Linked DNA regions of Mus musculus: region 2 is linked to region 1. Evidence: chromatin contacts called from public Hi-C data. All regions are on one chromosome and are shown on one strand. Each heading gives the region's core, a stretch centred on a gene start, on an enhancer-like site or on the middle of the called end of the contact. The rest is flanking DNA. Distances are from core to core; before and after follow the strand shown. Region 1 has its middle 20 kb from the start of Ccnq. Region 2 holds the start of Lyrm9 (LYR motif containing 9).

The links. Hi-C and Micro-C count contacts between places; a contact is called where the count stands out from the background.
Region 2: a contact with region 1 is called in a Hi-C map of pre-megakaryocyte-erythroid progenitors, with 2.0 times the contacts expected there. The contact joins the promoter of Lyrm9 here to the enhancer-like site in region 1. A contact is called at or near these places in 5 of 39 promoter capture datasets (the 3T3-L1 cell line, the C10 cell line, the HPC-7 cell line and 2 more), 2 of 15 datasets of contacts at CTCF or cohesin (embryonic stem cells and pro-B cells), 41 of 484 Hi-C or Micro-C datasets (the 63-12 cell line, 8-cell embryo, the C10 cell line and 27 more), 12 of 115 datasets of contacts at active chromatin or transcription factors (the HPC-7 cell line, the SCID.adh cell line, bone marrow-derived dendritic cells and 5 more) and 2 of 9 other capture datasets (adipose tissue and pancreatic islet).

The regions. Positions count from the first base shown.
Region 1 is chr11:78,767,832-78,774,887 of GRCm38.p6, reverse strand. No RefSeq gene overlaps it. Among named protein-coding and RNA genes, the nearest start is that of Ccnq, 20 kb to the right of the region's middle. Within about 2 kb of position 3,012, at least 77 of the 459 cell types and tissues checked have an H3K27ac peak or open chromatin away from gene starts, as enhancers often do. A contact at or near this core is called in 8-cell embryo, CD8 T cells, CD8 central memory T cells and 14 more, where this site is marked.
Region 2 is chr11:78,823,815-78,830,870 of GRCm38.p6, reverse strand. Lyrm9 (LYR motif containing 9) reads right to left here and starts at 4,276. Exons shown (of 4, transcript NM_001076681.2): 1 at 4,235-4,276. It also overlaps the pseudogene Gm23219.

The sequences.
Region 1 (7,056 bases), core at 1,763-4,262:
TTAGAAGAGTGATCTGGGGAGATTGATCAGTAGATAAAGCACTTGCCGCAGGAGCATGAAGACCAGAATCCATGTAAAGCTGTATCTGTAATCCCAGTGTCCTTACACTGAGATGGGAGGCAGAGACAGTAGAATTCCTAGATGTTCATGGGCCAGCTAGCCCAGCATATACAGTGTCTAACAAGAGACCCTGTCAAACGAAGTGGGAAGTGAGGACTAACAACCAACACGCATGCACACACACACACACACACACACCCCAGCACACCCCTCACAATTAAAAACACAAAACAACAAAGACCACAATATGTGAGCCATTCAGTTCAAGTGAGTGCAACCCTCTCCGCATGCTAGGCAGGGAAGGGTCACATCCTTCCCCCACCAGCCTTTTACAGGAACCTGAACTTGACAGTACAGTCTTGTCTATCCTGAAGTCACACCAGATCACGCACTGTTTGTGGATTCCTCTGTTAGAGTGTGTGGAGCACCGTCTATGAGCCAGGCTCTGGGAAATGCCTGGAGGACCAAGGCCTCTGACCTAGGAGCTACCTGAGTCATCCTTCTCTCCCTGGCCCATTTTGCATCCGTGGCTTCAGCCTTCAGTTGAAGCTCATCTCCTGCATCTTTCTCAGTGGAGGACATCTTAAAGATGCTCGTAGTGTGTATCGAGAGGCTCCAGCCAGACCGACAACGCTAAGGAGTAATCCTTTTTGTCAGTTTTCCGTTGAGCCTTCTGACCTGTATTGGTTAAACACTGCCTGGGTGGCCAGGCACTGCAGTTTATCTGCTGTGTTCCTCTCACTCAGAAGTTCTTGGTATATATTCATCTCTGTATCTCTAATAGTTATTGAGTGCATATATATGTACATAAATATATATATACACACACATATACATATGTGTATATATACAGCACAGTGTGTGTTGTATATGCATATGTTGTATATATATACATATGTATATATGTACACATGTGTATATATACATATGCATATATATGTATATATGTACATATGTGTGTATATATATATATATATATATATATATATATATATATACATATATATATATATACAGCACAGCATGTGTCACACAGCAAGTGTGCAGTTCACAGAATGAACAGCTAAGTTTTAAGTGGGCAGACAACTACAAGATCAGTAAGTTCAGGTTGGCTAAGGGACAGGCTGAGGGACATAAAGGACTGGCCACATTGCCAGTGACAGTTGTCCCAGACTTGTCCGCACCTGTCTCTTACCTCGGCAGGCAACAAGCCATACCATAAAACTTCTTATCTGTCTTTCAGGAGTTGATTTACAATCAGCCATTCAAAGGCAAAAATATGGGCCTTCAGACTTTTACTGCCTTTTCATTATTCCCAGTGACACACAGAAATATCATTCAAAACATTAGCAATTACTTTAGAAGGCGTGTGTCTGAAGGGCTTGGCGGCTATGCTCCAGTGAGGTAAGTCAGGGTGTTTCTGCCAGGGCCTTCAGTGGGACTTGGAGCTGGTTCAAGAGCAGAATTGATCTCTCAAGCCTCATTTTCATCTCCATCAGCACCCTATCAGACACCTCATTCCCCTAGCCAGTTCCCATCCATGTATAATTTACGCACTTGATTTCAGGGGATTAATCTCTGCCTCATTGAATGGGGGTGGAGCGGGCAGATCCTTTCCTTGTTTCTCACTGTAGTCCACTCATGTGTATTTCCATAGATTACATTCTGCTTCCTCCTGGAACTTTGCTTTTTTAAAGAATTCACTTCTAAGTCACCCCTTTTTAGTAAGTTCATAGGGGTGGGTGGGAAGGTGAGTGTGTATGGACTTCTGTTTATGCGGGAAGTACTTGTCCCCAGCCTATCTAAGAGGAGACCAGTTGATCCCTTCTTGCCACGTAGAGACAGTCATCCACTTTCAGGTTCAAACAGGGATGCTGGGAGCCTCACCTGGCACCAAAACTTGTGCCATTGACCTTCAACCCAAGAGTTAGGTCCCCAGGCCCTGAGCTCCTAGCTCAGTTCTACCCCTCAAGTGTAGCAGCCTCTTTGGTCTCTGGAAGCAGAGTAGAATGTATTCATTCATACAGACAGAGGAATACTTGAGCCTCTTCCCTAGCCTTAGGACTTTCCCATAATGCCACCCCCTCCTTGTGTTGTGTCCACTGCCCTCAGGGAATAGCTCATCTAACTCTGAAGTCTCAGAATCCCAACCCAGAAGCCCTTCGAGATGGCCCAGTGAGGGAATGGTGCTTTGCCACCAAGACTGAAGACACTACAAGGTCTCAATGTCAATAGGTTGGATACCTGTCTAAGGATTTACAGTGTTCTCCAGTAAAGTATGGATTTGAGATCTGTCACTATAGAAATAGTCTCCCTTTATTAACTTAGTGTTTTCCTGGTTTATTTAATCCCAGACTCTTTTACAAACCTGAACAAAGCAAGACGACAGGTGAGCTTGCTGGGGCTGCTCACCCTGAGACACAGGCCTTTGCAGGTCCAGTGGCAGCAATGGTTTATGGAACAGACTTTGAGAATACTCTTTGGCATCCCCATGCTCCTCAGATTACCAGCCTCCCCTTTAGCCACCCACACCATAGGTCCTATGGCATAGGTGGTCCCACGAGGGCTGCAAGCACATGTGGCCTGGGACCATGAAGAAAAGTTTCCTGGAGGCACCCTCTGGTTACCCTTCTGATCCGGAGAGCCAGCTCCTGTCCTAACTGTTGATCTTCTGCCTTCAGGCACTTCCTGTCTCCCTGACTATCAGAGAAGCCACAGCAGCCTGCCTGCCTGCTTCCGGCTAGACAAGAGACTCTGAACTGGAGAGTGAGAGCCATCTGAGACAGGCTTGGTTGGAAGGGAGGCACCCAAGGCAGTGTTTAGCAGGATCCCTGCTGGGGAATCAGCTTTGCAGGGAGAAGGCAACTGACAGCTTGCAAGGCAATGAAGCAAACACTTCGGCACGAACCGCCTTCACAAGCGCATGGCGTGTGAAAGAATCCACCTGTCTCAACACCACTGCACCCACCCAGGTGACACCTAAAGCAGCAGCAGCCACCACCGCCTCCATCCCCCAACAGCCAAAGTCATGTGAGAGGCACCAGCCTTTGCCTGTCATCGCCGAAAACAGAGCCAGCCTAACTGGTACATTTTGTCCAACACAAAGCCCCAAGTGAGAGATGAATAAAAACCAGGAAGAAATGTAAGAGGCTCAGACTGGGTCAAGTCAGGGTGGAGAGACCTGTGAAGTAAGAAAGCCTTGTAATGTCTTATGATGTATATTCACTCAGGCTGGACATCTTTCTGCTAAAGGACCTGGACTAATGTCGTCCATGATTAACAGCGTATGTGTGTGCACGCTTGTGTCTAAAATAATAGAGATGAGGACCCATCCCTGTAATCCCAGTGCTCCGGAGGCAGACCAGCCTGGGCTACATACAGAATTCCAGGCCCACCAAAGTTTTACAGCAAGGGCATCTCAAAACTAAACAGGCTTTACAGTGGATAAGGGTACTTACTACCAACCCTGGAGACCTGAGTTCTACTCCCAGTCCCACACAGAGGAAGGAAAGTAGAAGTCCCATAGCCATTCTCCGATCACAACGTGGCAGGAGCACTTATACATACAAAAGAAGTAAACATTAAAAACATGTAAAACCCCAATTGTTGCCAGGCATGGTAGTCACGCCTTTAATCCCAGCATTTCAGGAGGCAGAGGCAGGCGGGTCTATGTGAGTTCTAGGTCAGTTTGGTCTACATAGTGAGTTCCAGGTCAAGCCAGGGCTTCATAGAAAAACCCGATCTCAAAGAAATAAACAAACACAAAAGCCCAATTGTTTAATTCCTCCTCTACCACCACAAAATAAAACAAAAACCCATCAGCAGGAACAAATTCATACATAAGCTAATTAACAATGGCCGGTATTAGATGTTGCTGAGTGGCTTGCATTGTGAGTAGACTTTGCTGCTAGATACCTGGTTATATGGGAGAGGAGACAAGAACACATGAAAAAAGCCACACTGGAAGGGGGTGGAGAAACAGTCTCTAGGAATGAGCCCTGTTTTGTATGATTGAGTGGCAAACACTGGCATCGGTGACTGCCTGTCTTTCTGGTCTTCACCCATCCTGGAAGAGTTTCCCCTAGCAAACAATTTCCAGCCTTGACTGGTGATGCTATAGATACTGTACAATAAATAGCACAGGGGCACAGGGTCCTGCGCAGTAACCAGAGGGCAAAACAGCGAGTCATCTATCTCCCCAGGTCGAGGTTCCAGGCTCTGACTGCCTGGATTATTTACTCTGTCATGAAACCACAGAAAGGTCTTCAGCACCTTCTTGTCGGGTACTGAGTGCCACGCCCCACTAACACCTTTTTTGGTTTTGTTTTGTGTTTGTTTTTTGTTTTGTTTATTTTTCTCAAGACAGGGTTTCTCTGTGTAACCCTGGGCTGTCCTGGAATTCATGCTGTAGACCAGGCCGGCCTTGAACTCAGAGATCCACCTGCCTCTGCCTCCCAAATGTTGAGATTAAAGGTGTGTGTAAAACCAGGCTTCCCTCACATTTATTTAAAAGACCCTATTTACAATACAACTGATTTTTCTGCAAATCTTCCATTTGTGTGTGTGTGTGTGTGTGTGTGTGTGAGACAATCTTTGGAGCGATTAATCAAAAATGACACTGTAAGCTGTTCACTTTTCATCACGTCTTGTTTCTGCCAAGAGCTTGGAGCCTTCAGCTCCAGCTTCATGTTTCTTGGGGGAAAGTGGGGAAGCTCTAAGCTTTCAGGGGAACCCAATGCCTGGAAGTCTGACGTACCCCCTAGTGTGTGTGAGTGTGGGGAGGGGAGGCAAGAACACAAGAGAAAGCAGGAAGGAGCAGTCTTATTCCTGTTAGTCCATTTGGCTCAGGCTGGCCTCGAACTCACTAAGTAACTGGTGAGCACCTCTAGGTGATCACGAGTGTGCCCCATCATATTCCGTCCAGGCCGTGCTTTTTTTTTCTTTTTTCTTTTTTTGAGACAGGCGTTAACTATACAGCTCCGACTGGCCTGAAGCTCATAATCCTCCAGCCTCAGCCTCCAGATTCCTAGGATTACAAGCATGCATCATGCACCTAGGTAAAAAAAAAAAAAAAAAAATCGAACGCCAACAGGGACTTCATGTCAGTGCCCCAGGTCACCAACTCCCATTTCTTGTCACTCTTTCTCTCTTGACAAATATGAAACTCCTAGAACATACACACCCTGCCTGTTCCTTCAAATCTCTCGCCTTTGCAACATTCCCAGCATTCTAGAACAATTTCCCATTCTTTCTCCTGGCTAAATCCTGTTCGTTCTCTAAGATCCAATTCAGCATAATGTTCTCTGGAAATCTTTCCGGAGGATGGGCAATACGGTAAGCCGGCCAACCCAAGCTTGATCCCCAGGCCCTACGTGCTAGAAAGAGAGAAGTATTCCCATGAATTCTTCTCTAGCCCCCCCTATGAATACTATGGCATGGCCCTCACAAAAGAAATAACTAATTTGTTTATTAAGAACTTGAAGCTCATGAACTTCAGTTGTGAAAACTACTACCAACTGGGAGTGTAGTTCAGTGGTAGGTTGCCTGCCTACCATCTGCAAGTCTTGGTTTTGATACCCAGCATTGCAATAATAAAACAGACACACGTGTGTGTGTAGTCGTGAAAAATAATGGACCAACTTATCTAAGCCAATTTGACCCCGGGTTTCTCTGATTTCAGCTCATTTGCAGCAAGGGAGGAATGTTTTACTTCAGAGCAGAGTCTGGGTCACAGGACAGAATAAGTAGGGCATCTGCATTGAGCTCTGAATCTAAGCAGGAAGCCCCTCTCTGTAGACTGCCAACAATTTAAACAGCCCCTGCTGTGTTCACAGTGCAGGAGAACACAGACGCAAGCAGGAGCCCTGGGGTCAGTGAGACTGCCAGCAGCTCCCTACTCCAGCACTGTTTTTGCAAAGCCTATTGGATGGAGGTGAAGCCTTGCATGGGGACTGATTGATGGGAACTCTTTTCCTAACCACCGCTGTGTGAACAGGCCTGGAGTAGTAACAAGAGTTCTGAATATTAAAGCTGACAGTCCATCACCTACAGCAGGGGGCAAGAACAATGTACGTTCCACCAAAGAGCAGAACTATTCAAACTGCAGTCCTATGAAAGGAACATCAAACTTGAAGACTCGTCAGAAACACCTTGAACATCACCGGAAGCATCAGAGACACATGGCAGGGCCCTGTCCCCAGAGGCCCAGATTCCGTAGTCTGAAGTGGGCCAGAGTTGCATTTGTACAGAGTTTAAGGTGATCTTGAGTCTGTTGGTACAGGGATCACGTTTTAAGAGGCATTGGCCTAAGGGAGCCACACTAGGCCAAATAACTCAGCCACATGGCTAATAATGTCACTTAGGGAAGTGAAGCTGGCCTTCAGCGCTCATTTGATATTAGCATGCTGATCAGTTGATGTAGCTTTGAAAGGTGGGGCTTTGGCACAACAGTCCTCAACAGTGAGGAGCTCCTAACAGCTCACACAAGCCAGCCACTAAGTTTTCAGAAAATTTGCAAGCTGTTTTGTTGGTGGTGACATTTTGTTTTGCATTTTGAGACAGAGTCTTGCTAAGTAGGTCAAATTGGCTAGAACTTATCATCCTCCTGCCTCTACTTTCCAATTGCTGGGATTACAGGCTGGCTACAAACTGGTTAAGTGATAGAAAACACCACTTCTTTATTTTCAGTGCTAAGGCTTGAACTCCAGGTTCCTTAAATGCTAAATAAGCACTCTACAGCTAAGCGTGATGGGATTAGAGTCATTCATCCACGGCACAAGCACCTTCATGGCCAATTGGCTCAGGTGTGTGTGTGTTTGTGTGTGTGTGTGTGTGTGTATGTGTGTGATTTTGTCCAGTCATGGTTGAATTAAAACCAGTTATGCAATACGCAAGAGAAGTACTGTAAGATTCAATCACAGATGTGGACTTTACAGTTGAATAATGTACTTTTACTTCTTTCTTTTAAAAAACAAAAACAAACAAACAAAAACAGGG
Region 2 (7,056 bases), core at 3,027-5,526, 55 kb before region 1:
GTGTATGTGTAGAGTGTGTGTGTCTGTCAGTGTGGGGTATGTGAGTGTATGCATGGGTGTACATGTGGGGTATATGAGTGTGTGTGTGAAGGGGATAAATGTGTGTGTCTGGTGTGTGTGTGTGTGTGTGTGTGTATGTGACAAGGAATTTGTCCTGTAATTCTGTGAGCTGGCAAGTCCAAACCCTACAAAGCCAAAAATGTCCTGACTCTAACCCTAAGACAGAAAGTTGCCAGGAAAGAGTCACGGTCCCAGTTCAAAGGGCTTCGAGAGAACTCCTGTGTAGGAAAGGCTCAGCCTGTTCATTCTAGCCCCAAAACAGTCACTTGTAAACATCTAACATCCTCCAAACAGTAGAGACAGTAGCGGGAACTGAGGCCACGTACCACTCCTGCCTGCCCCCAGGACTGATTAAATCTCTCCACATCGCCAGACCTACGTTTCCTGGTGCTCGCTAAGTGTAAGACTGACACAGGCACAGGCAGAGCAGGTAGACAGGAAGTAGCTCAAACGCACAGGAGGAACTGTGGTGACCTCAGAAAGGCCATGTCACCCCGTCTCACTCTAGCCTGATCAGGCTCTCAGCTGGACTAAGGGAAGGCCCGGCAGCCTTCTCTGAGGGAGGTGTTGTAGTGCTTTATCAACCCCTCAACCAAAACCTTTCCATAGCTTCACAGCAGCTGACACTGTCCAGATGGTCTGAACCTTCTAATGGTGTCGGGAATCACGATGATATTGTAGCTATGTAGTGTTTGCTCTTATCCTTATATGATGCGGGTACAAGTATTAAGAGGAGATATGTGCTGGGTGGTGGTTGTACATGCCTTTAATCCCAGCACTCGGGAGGCAGGGGCAGGCAGATTTCTGAGTTCAAGACCAGCCTGGTCTACAGAGCAGTTCCAGAACAGCCAGGGCTACACAGAGAAACCCTGTCTCAAGAAACTGAGGGGGCGGGAGACAAACTAAAAAGCACAAGAAATGTGAAGAGTCTGAGTTCTGTCCTGATCACCAGCAAGTCCATCGCACAAAGCCGACTGACTCCCTCAGACCCTCTGTCATCCCCTTTCCAGCATAGGAGTGATTACCATCTTCCCCACCCCACCCTGCCCTACTCTGTGCTTCTCATCCTCCCTACTCTCCCTCATCCCTGAGCTTCCTCCCCCGACTCTCAAGCACACCAAGAGTGTGAGAGACAGCAGACTGATTGTGCTCGGACCAGTGCCATGAACAATGACCCTGTCAACTCCTGTGACCTGAGAATTCAAGGAATGCAGCTCAGACTGCATTCTCTGTTCAGACCCTGCTGACCCTGGCATCCACTTCAAAGTACCTTTCTGCATGGACTATTATTAAGTCCGTGTCCCCATCTCGTACTGTCTAATAAGAGCCCCAGCCGGCCGCACAATCTCTGGGATGCCTGAGTGTTATTCAAGTCATCTCTATGTAATGAAAGCCCAGAGACAATCACACCCCAGGACAGAGAGAACTGTCCTCAGCATAGCTCATCCACGAAACATCTCCCCTGGCATCTGAGTGTACAGGACCACTAAGAAGACCAACACCTTGTTTATCCAGAATCTTCTGCAAAGCTGATGTCATTCATATCTGATCAACCTTTCACAATGAGGCTAATTAGTTCATTATGACAGCTTTAAACACAATACTGGAGAAGGTATCGTTAGCCCCATTTTATAGATAAGGAAACCAAGGCTCAGAGAAGCTGTGATTTGTCAGTGGCCACATAGCTGTGCACAGTCAGGCAGGGAACTAACCATAGGCCTATTTGATTCTGAAGCTCACAATCTTACTTGCATCCCTGACATCTGCTAAATGGGTATACCTAAGAATGCTAAGGCTGGGACAGGGAAGTAAGCCAGTGTTAAGAGCACCTCCAGAGCACGTGTGAGTCCCTGAATTAAATCCCCAGAACTAAAACAAAATGCACAAGTAGGGATTCCATCCACAAAGAACTCTCCTGGGCCTGTGCAAGACCAGATTCAGTCATGATATGCTTACTAAACTAGACTATTCATTCACAACTTAGCCACAAGTCTCTGCTCCTTTCAGAAATACAAGGGCACTGTAGCACCCTCTCAAATACAGATGGAAAAGAAAATCAGGCTAATGTCAATTACACACACACACAAAGGAATGCTTTAAAAAACAAAATCTTAGAGAGATAGGATGCCTTAGACTCCAGCCTTACAATCTGAGTTCAAACTCTTGGATCCCACAAGGTGGCAGGAGAGAACCAATTCCCAAAAGCTGTCCTCTGACCTCCACTTGTGACCACACACACACTCATTACACTCACATACAGAACTGAATGGGTCTAGTGGCATATCCCCGTAATAGCACTCAGGAGGTAGAAGCAGGAAGCCTGGGTTCAAGGTCCAGTCTAGGCTACATAATAAGCTCGAGGTCAGCCTGGGCTATCCAAGATCCTGCCTGTCTCAAAACTTAAACAAGGGGCTGGAGAGATGGCTCAGCAGTTAAGAGCGCTGACTGATCTTCCAGAGGTCCTGAGTTCAAATCCCAGCAACCACATGGTGGCTCACAACCATCTGTCCCAAGACTGGATGCCCTCTTCTGGTGTGTCTGAAGACAACTACAGTGTACTTACACATAATAAATAAATCTTTAAAAAAAAAACTGAAACAAAACCAGTTTATAAAGCTTAAAGAACATGACCTATTGGTGGGGGCGGGGGGCATAAAGGGAACTTCCTGGGTGCCAGGTGACAATGCTGGCACAGGTGCTAAGAAGAAAAGACCCAATCACAGGTAAGCTCACTGTCGTTATCACTAACCTGTGTCCTAACACGGGTCACCTAAAAATAATTGGAAAAAGAGTCATACATTTAAAAAGATAATGGAACTGCAGAAAATAACCCGAAATTATGCCCAATTGAGTACTGATAAAAGCTAAATTAAGCCTGCACCAGCCATTTTTTTTAAATACGCAATTAATCTTCATGATGGAGAAAGTTGAAAATAGGAATGGTTAGCTCCCTGCCCCCGCCCACCCTAGGGCTCCATCTGGCATATTTATGTTCTTCCAGCAATCCTGCCTCCCCTCGTCCCTCTCCCACACAGCCAAGGTCAGGCCAGCCTCCCTACATTCCCACCGGCACACCCTTCAGAACCAGTTTTTGGTCCATCCCTGTGGGAGGTGGGGATGCTGGAAATGAATCCTGGGGCTTGACGATGCCTGGCAACCTTTTTACCACGGAGCTGTTCCTAGCTCCTAGTTAGCAGCTAAGCTAATCAGTCTCTTTCTTCCTGGCCAAATCCCACGTGCCACCCAAGGATATACACTTTATCCTTCCCTTTCTTTGGCCCACCCCCACCCCCACCCCCACCTTATACCCAGAAGACAGGTATGTAAGAGTAAGGACTTCAAATGAGTCCCAAGGGCCATCACTGGGCACATGGGGAGATAAAATCTGATCCAGGCAAACATTGGAAAATTATTCTGTAATAAAGCGAATGAAGCACTTACATATGCTACCACGTGCGTGCTTTGAATGAGGCATAAAAGACGCAGGAAACCAATAACCGGGGCTGCATATGATTGATTCCATTTCTGTGAAATGTTCAGAACTAACAAAATCTATGGAAATCAGCTAAGTGGTTGCCTAGCGCAAAGAGAAAGGACGAGACTGGAGAGGGGTTTTGCCAGCAAATGTAGATGGTTTTCTTTCAAGGTAAATGTTCTAAAATCAACAGTGGCCATAGATGCACATCTGCGCACATTCTAAATGTTATTAAACGTGTGCACTTTAGCACTGGCCGGGAATCACAGTACTACTGGGAAGTTGGGGCAGGGGGATTACGAGTTCAAGGCCAGATAGGGTTACATATTGCAAAGACCAAAATTATTCCAGATACTCCTGGTAACAGGGTGTTCCTGCAGACCGAGTGAGAGTAGCACGTCTCCTCTTTGAAAACCATAGAACGGAGGCTGCTCCAGCCGAGTGCAGATGCCAGCAGCACATGGCAGAGACCTGGCTCCCCGTGTCCTCCGACACCGCATCCCGGCCTCCCACGCTCCTCCGCGGCGCGGCAACTATGGCTGCGACAGGTGTCGCTGGCACTAGGGGAAAGCCTGGAGAGCCCGCAGATCGCCCCCAGGGCTTCCACATATCCCGGCCCTGCAGGCAGCCTCGGTAATCCCCAGCCCGCCCCTGCCGCCCCCCGAGTCCCCGCCCAAGGGCCCGCGCAGCGCGGCTCACCCGCCTTCCCGGCGGACGCCAACTGGAGACACCGCGAGCGACACGATTGCGCCTGCGCGGCAGAAGCAAGCGCAGCCCCGCCCCCGCCTGGTACCCTAGCGCCCTCTGCCGGCCATCCGCGGGACTCGGGGTCCTACTGGGTGCGGGCTTCCTGATCCGACCCCGCCCAGTTGGCTGGAACCACGGCCCGCTTTTCCTTGTCTCCCTTACAACCTTGGATACAAACTCTGATGGCAAGCTCTTCTTCATATTCCCACGAATGGAGAATATTAGGGGTGCTCAAGATCTGTGAAACGTCTTCTTGAAGGACGTGTCCTTCCTGTTGTTATGTTGATGACAGGAATTATGTTTGGAAGGGAGTCTTCATTTCGAGTCACTTGATCAAATTACAGTCCCACAACACCTGTCAGAAGAATACATATGACAGTAATAGGCACGCTTCCTTTCAACTCTGCTATAATTATAATCGAGGGAGAGAATGAAGAATCTTAACTTGCAGCTACTGCCGGGATCATTTTTTGAAAATGAAATAATGCTGTTTCATTAAACGGGTTCTCCCCACTCGCGCATGTTTAAAGTCAGAATGCTTCTCTGAATTGATTTAAACACAAGTTTTATATCCTGAAAGAAATAAAGACAGGTCTTTTTCATGAGACAAACGCCCTGTTCAATGAGGCTTCTAGCTTCTCTGGGCCGCTGTCTGAAAGGCAGCAAGGGCGCCGGTGGATAACATTGCTTCTCTTCATCTTTCCTCTTCGGGGCTTTAAAAAAAATCTACCTATAATGAAAAGCCCGATTTCCTTACACACGCTCCTCATGTAGCTGCTTTAACAAGACAATTGCTTATAATGCCTTTTTTCTTCATTTTTTAAAAGTAAACATCGCTGTTTAGCAGCACTCGGAAGTCTATTTTTCTTCCTCTTAGGAAGCAGGGGCTATTTCTTAACAGAACTACTTCCTTTCTCTGATTCATCTTCAACTCTCTAGAATGCCACCGTCTCCCTCCCGCACCCCCCCCACACACAAAGCACCCCCTTCCTCCTCTTCAGCTAACACTCTACCCCGTCTTCAAATCTGTGTGGGAGGATTCTTCCCCTGGAATACCCAGATAATTTCCTTCATTTATTTTCAAACTGTAGACTTGGACCAACTGTATCTGAAAGATCCGAATGCACCCTCATAAATCAGCCTTTTTATTTACCCATGCATAATCACGGCATGTCATTAGTGCAGATCCAATCAATAAATCATTACGCTTTTAGAGCCCTTACTAGGAGCAACCTGCTGGGACACCAATCCACTCTCTCGTACAACATTAAGATCCTTTCATATTTTTAAGAAATTTCAATCTGTTCTCTCAGTCCCCCTCTTTTGTTCCTAGATCTCCGTGTTCCTGCTTCAGAAGCCTCATTCTAATACCTAGGTCATAAAATATTCAAGAAGCAAGCTGTTAGCTCTACCTCCGAAAGGCTCCACCTTCCTGCCTCTTGTGTTACTTCTGTCTTTACAGAGACACAACATTTATCTTTCTCGAAAACTCTTTGTCGACAGCTAGGCAGCACAAAAGAGAAAGAACAGAAAAGAAATTTTTTTATTTTTTAGCTTGAGGGAGAGATGTGGATAGCAGCTCCCTTTCTTTTACCGAGTCACAGTGAGAACTTGGATTTAAGAATAATCCAAGCCAGGCAAGGAGGTGCACACCTTTAATCCAAACACTCCAGAGGCAGAGGCAGGTGGAGCTCTGTGAGTTCGAGGCCAGGCTGCTCTACAAATCGAGTTCCAGGACACCCAGGGCTGTTACACAGAGAAACAGGGCTGTTTTGTCTTGTAAAAGCAAAAAAAAAAAAAAAAAAAAAAACACAAATAAAACAAAACAAAACAAAAGAAAGAAGAAAGGAAGGAAGAAAATAAAAAACAAAAAAAGAATAAGGAAATAGTGATTCTTTTTAACTTGACAGAAACTTTAAATTTCTTTTCATTTCAGTAGTAAAACTAAAGAATTCTTACCAGTCCAAGCATTCACTGAAATAGCACCAAGTCTGTAACCTAATGGAAACCCACCCATTCTCATCTTGTCATTTTCTTCCACACTGAGATTGGCAGCTGGGCGCCCTGGTGTCAGGCTGCATGATATTTACAGGTCAGTGGAATTTCTTTTTTTTATTAAATATGGAACACTTCACGAATTTGCGTGTCATCCTTGCACAGGGGCTGTGATAATCTTAGTATATGTGCTGCTGAAGCGAGCACAGGTCAGTGGAATTTTAAAGACCTTTTGCTTAAGAAATTTATCACTCAAGGGTTGGCCGTGCAGGAGATCCCTCCTCCCTGGGGAATTTATCGGCTCCCCCTCAGAACCAAATGGCCATGTTCTGAACTCGTGTCATGAAGCCTGACCTGTAATGACGTGTAGTGGCAGCTTTGGAACTGCTCTGTAGAGAAAGAGGCAAGACATTCTGATGCTTTTCAGTTTACCTCAACCTCCAGATTTTAAAAATTACATGTATTTGCTTATTGTTATGTGTATGTGCTGTGGTGTGTGTGTGTGTGCGTGTGTGTGTGTGTAGGTCCAGGAAAATGAACTCAGGCTGGCAGGCTTGACCGGGAGTGCCTGTTCCACCCACTGAGCCAGCTCCCTAGCCCCATTTCCACATTTCAAAGAGAAACGATGCATTTGCATGCTTTGATTATTTCGGGTTATTGTCTCAAATGTTGACCATGTAAATAATTCAAATTAATTCATAAATATACAATGGCTGTAATGAGTATGATAAAATACTTTGAAGAATATACTTAGGCCCTTGGACCTGCCCTGGCTCTCA